Linked DNA regions of Gossypium arboreum: region 2 is linked to region 1. A link is a contact called in public Hi-C data. All regions are on one chromosome and are shown on one strand. Each heading gives the region's core, a stretch centred on a gene start, on an enhancer-like site or on the middle of the called end of the contact. The rest is flanking DNA. Distances are from core to core; before and after follow the strand shown. Region 1 holds the start of LOC108476643 (BI1-like protein). Region 2 holds the start of LOC108478760 (S-adenosylmethionine decarboxylase proenzyme 4-like).

The links. Hi-C and Micro-C count contacts between places; a contact is called where the count stands out from the background.
Region 2: a Hi-C map of leaf shows a contact between it and region 1, with 1.8 times the contacts expected there. The contact joins the promoter of LOC108478760 here to the promoter of LOC108476643 in region 1. A contact is called at or near these places in 2 of 5 Hi-C or Micro-C datasets (both in leaf).

What each region holds. Positions count from the first base shown.
Region 1 is chr10:99,288,223-99,290,922 of ASM2569848v2, forward strand. LOC108476643 (BI1-like protein) reads left to right here and starts at 1,319. Exons shown (of 4, transcript XM_017778915.2): 1 at 1,319-1,788; 2 at 2,568-2,681. The coding sequence starts at 1,521.
Region 2 is chr10:99,519,011-99,521,710 of ASM2569848v2, forward strand. LOC108478760 (S-adenosylmethionine decarboxylase proenzyme 4-like) reads left to right here and starts at 1,404. Exons shown (of 1, transcript XM_017781223.2): 1 at 1,404-2,700. The coding sequence starts at 1,454. The coding sequence ends at 2,482.

The sequences.
Region 1 (2,700 bases), core at 69-2,568:
AGACTTAAATTTAAGTTTTCTACAAGTTGGCAACACAATTTTAACTCTAGGGGTCTCATGTCTTGAGACATGCTATCCTTGCCTTGAGATATGGACTACTGCTTCGTGAAAATTTATGTTTTTATATTCGAAATTGATTCAAAATTTCTTGGTTTTTGTCTTGGGCACGAATTAAGCCATGCCAAAGTTTTATATATGATTTTAAACATCTAAATGTGACTTCCCTTATTTGTGGCTATCATCAATCTAGGTAAAGGTTGTTACATCAGGCTTGCAAGACAAAAAGAAGAACTATGGGGCATTAGAGTAGTTTCTTTAGGATGTTATTCAATGATTAAGTTAGTGAAGGGAAGATGATGAAAGCTTAAAAGAATATACTTTGATTCTATTGGTTATGGAAGTCTTGCCTTTTATGAAAACCTTTACCTCTTTATCACCTTTCTCTCTTTATCCTCTAGCCCCTTATTGTTTCTATCGTTGTTGTTGTTGGGGATTTGAGGGGACTAATATGTGGTTGGCTAAGGTATGTGTTCTTAATCCGATAAGATCGTGCTCAATACATGTATGGATGGGATAAAATCAATTTATTTGAGTAACATCAAATTCAATAATCGAATTCAAGATTCCATATTAGTGCCTTTTAGCTTCATTGTTGGTTTTGTGCCATCTGAACGTTTGTAAGAGTTTGGCCCTTTTTATTGTTGTTTATCTTAAGCTTGGAGTTCGAGTTTTTTTCAAGTATAACAAACATTAAATTAAATTCTTTTGTTGAGATTAACATTTTTTTGGTACAATTTATACACTATTTATAATAGTAAATTACTAGCAACACACATTATAAGTAGATAATTATTACGACTTGAACCTATGACATGGGTTGTAGAGTGAACGCCCAGATCAATGAGTAACAACTCTAGTTTGAGAGTAACATTAAATTGTAATAAAATCTAAAAGTTATTTAAATAAGACATAATGATTTATTTGACTCTCTAAACTTAAAAAAAATATTTTAGCCTTCTATTTAAAGTTTTTAACCTTAAAATTCCATTATTTGTCAAATTACTCCAAAATAAATAAAAAATTAACATTTATTAACTTCATTGACATGACATATATGTAAATGTCACGTAAATAATTAATTAACTTTTAAAATTTTAAAAATTCAGAAAAGTATATAAATATAATTTTGAAAAAATTAAAATTATATAAAATATAAAAATATTTTTAATATTTTAATTTTTAAAATTAATTAATTACTAAAATCCACGTAAATCATTATGCATTTAAATAACTTAAGAACTTCCCATAAAATACATGATTTCATGATGGAATATTAGCTACTAATAACGCGTAGATCTCACCTCAAGGCTTTTTAGATTGGTTATCTTCTCTTATGATACAATACATTATTCAGAAAGAAACAAAATTACAACAAAATTTCCCTCTGTTTCTTTCTTCTCATCTCATTTCCCTGAAAATCAAACGAGAATAAAAGAAAAGAAAAGCAGGAGAAAAAAAAAATGTACAGATACGAGCGTGTGAGCAGCACGAGTGTCAGTAAGGCGGATAAGGTAGATCTAGAGTCAGGAGACACTCTGTACCCGGGACTCAGCTACGGTGAGAACCAGCTCCGATGGGGCTTTATCCGAAAGGTTTACGGCATCGTTGCGGCACAGCTAGTGTTAACCACCGTGGTCTCCGCCTTTGTGGTGTTCTCGGCTCCGGTCAACGAGCTCCTCCGTGGAAACTCTGGCATCTTGCTCTTCCTCTGTTTAGTCCCTTTCATCTGTAAAGTCCTCTCCTTTATATATTCCTTTCATTTTTCAATCTTGATTCTTTCTTTTTCCACACCTTTTGAACTTGGTAAATTTGAACTGTTATGAAAGAAATAGTACTAGTTCTTAGGCCTCCTTCTAGTTTATTAGTTCACTTTTTAAATTCTTATTATGAAGTTAATATCTTTCAAGCGTCGGTTAAGGTTAGATTCAAAACGTTTGTGAATCGAGTCTTGACCTCAAATTTCAACACTAATTGCTTTTATAGTCAGCATTTTCTGCCATTTTTCTGTATAGAGTGATTCTATCTGTTCACTTTTCCGGATCCGGATGCCTTTCGTGGGGAATTTGAGGGTTTAGAATATAGATCTTTTAGCTGTCTCATTGTGTAATTTTTATGTTGTATTAGGTTTTTAATAAAGTGATCTGCACTGTTCTTAACCTAATCAAAAGCAGGAGATCTTCATGTTTGCTTTGATGGTTCGAAAGCTGATATAGTATGCCTTTTATGCCTAGATTTTAGTACTACAGTTTATAATGGCCTAGAGTTTCTTTCTTCTAATGATAAAATCAGTATGATAGATTTCCAGCTCTTGGTAGTAATGAAATCTTAGTTCTCTTTTAAGTTTTAACCTTATTTTCAGATTGATGATAGACCTGAACTAGAAAAGTCTCCCTTTCTAAATTGTTCCCGAGCATTTACTTTAAGATTTTAAAGAGCGCTGCTACATTTGTTTTATCACATTACCATGCTCTATCTTAAGTCTTAACAATAAAACCTAATCCATGTAGTGTTGTGGCCCTTGCACGTCTATCACCAAAAACACCCCGTAAATCTGATCATCCTCGGCCTCTTCACCGTGTCTCTGAGTCTCACAGTTGGTGTGAGCTGCGCCAACACTGACGGTTAGTATCGTATTTGTCC
Region 2 (2,700 bases), core at 154-2,653, 230 kb after region 1:
TTATAGTAATCTTTGGTGTAAAGTCTTAAATTAAAAGCCAAGAAGACTTAAAAATGTCACGAGGAAGGTAGTTTAAGTCAATTAGGAAACTACTTCCAAAAGCTACCCAAAGCACTAATTACCTCTATTTCCATTATTTTAGTCCATTTTAATTTGCTGGGCTTAGGATCATATTCATTAATAATAATAATAAAAGCATTTTCAACTTTCTATTCTTCAACCAAGAAACATAATTCATATGGGTGACAATTATGGATATATACAAATTTAAATGGGTATTTTGAATTTAATACGAGTATTTTTTTATAATATATCAATATTTCTGTAGGTTATAATATATATTGTTTGCTTCCTAATAAATAAAACCTGTAACAACTTGGGAACATATATGAAATAGCGAATTAAGTGTGACCACTCATTTCTAATTTGCAAAACTGATGATTAAGATTGTTTGGTCTGCTTTGAAACATTTGGTCCATCCTATAATAGTGTTGCCGTTGTTGTTCTTTAAAACTCTCTCATGCCAATCACTTAATAACAGTAGAAATTTTCCTTAAGTTTTGACCTCATCATTTTTTTCTTCAATGGAGTCCATTTTGACAATTTTTCTAATTAAAGAAAAAACCTCACTAAAAAGTTGTCAATGATTTGATAATCCCATGCTAAACCCCGGACAGACTAGAATTTTCATATAAGCTTACCAAAATCCCACATTCATACGGATAAATTTTCTGGTTACGAAAGAAGCAGACATCAGTGAATGTTGGAAAAAAAAAATCAAAGGTAATGCATGTGAACTATCAATCTGAGACAAAATTCTTAAGACTTTCATATAAATGTTGAAGAACAAACAAGGATTATGCCTATGATTATTGTGTTAGGGCCCCTCCCTCAAACATACATAATCAGTTCCCCCAACAGCATCTTCCTTAAATTACTACCCAGCAGAATTATTCAACCCAAACACTTTGAAATGAGAATGGCTTGTTAATAATTTATCCCCCAAAAATACCATTCTTTGTACAATGAAACAGTACTCCAATATGTTGGAATGGAGCCAAATGGAAGTTACTGGAGAGTTGCAGGCGGGACTAGTGAGTGCATGAGCATGACAAAGAAAACCTGAAAAATGCATGCGCGTGGGCATAAATCCCGTTCCCTTGTATCTCTTTCTTTCATGAAACAACGAAAGAAAGATTTGATTCTTTCTCTCACACACACAAGAAAAATAAAAAAAAGGAAAAAAGAGATAATATTTCACAACATATCATCATCTTATTCACTTCATTATGCCTGCAATCATGATTCTTGGTTGCCTCAATCGCATGCCCCCTTCCCTCCTCTCTCTCTCTCTTTAAGCCACCTATAAATTCCGATATGCCACACCTCTCACCTCTACACCATCTAATTAATTCAATCTTGTTTCAGTCTTTGGGTTTTTTGTCATTTGGAAATGGCTGTTTCAGGGTTTGAAGGGTTTGAGAAACGCCTAGAGCTCCATTTCTTTGGGGATATTGATGATGATGATGGGAACAACATGTTGGGGCTTAGGCTGCTTGATTTCGAATCACTCGAGCAAGTCTTACTTGCTGTCCAATGCACTGTTGTAGCAGCTGTTGGGAACCCTTTCTTTGATGCTTACGTTTTGTCTGAATCAAGCTTATTTGTTTACCCTACAAAGATCATCATCAAAACCTGTGGGACAACCCAACTTCTCAAATCAATCCCTCCATTGATCCACTTTGCCAACAATCTTGGCCTCACTTTGCAAACATGTAGTTACACCAGAGGTAACTTCATCTTCCCCAAATCCCAACCTTTCCCTCACACCAGCTTCCAAGAAGAAGTCATTTACATTGAACATAATATCCCCGACAATCTTTGTTATCGAAAAGCCTTCGTTATGCCTTCTAAGTTAACAGCTCATTCATGGCATGTTTTCACCGCTACCCTTTTGCCTCCACTGAAATATCCCTCTCATGCTACTTTCACCGTCGAAGTTTGCATGACGGAACTCGACCGCCTCATTGCACGTAAGTTCTTCTCCCGGGATAGCAAAACAGGGGATTTAGCCGGCAGAGACATGACGGAGCTGACGGGGATTGACACCATTAACGCTGGAGCTTTCATATGTGACTTCGCGTTTGATCCGTGTGGTTACTCCATGAATGGCATTGATGGTGATCGTTACTCCACCATCCATGTTACCCCTGAAGATGGGTTTAGTTACGCTAGCTTCGAGTGCGTTGGATCGGTTTGCGAGGACCCGGATGATATCGTTGAGACCTTAAAGAAAGCTGTTCGAGTTTTCATGCCGGCGACGGTTTCAATTTCGACGAGTAGATGTAGCCGTGAGGTTTGGACGAAGGTGGCGCGTGCGTTGCAACCACTTGGACTCAAGTGCCAGAGTTTCGCAATGGATGAGTTCCCTGCCGCCGGTACCATTTCCTACCAAACGTTCACGGCGGCTCGCCGGAAATAATGCCGGTAAAAGACGACAAGAAAAAAAAAAACCTTAGTTTTTCATTGGAGGAAAATCGGAGGGATAAAACATATAAGGTATGATGTGGAGGAATTTAATTGGATGAAAAAGGATGAAAAATGTGGGGTTGACTTAGGTAGAAAGATGAAAGGATTTTAGGAGCGATAACGTGGCGAGATCAGAGAGGTGGGGAGGAGGATTTGTGTGAAATTGGGATG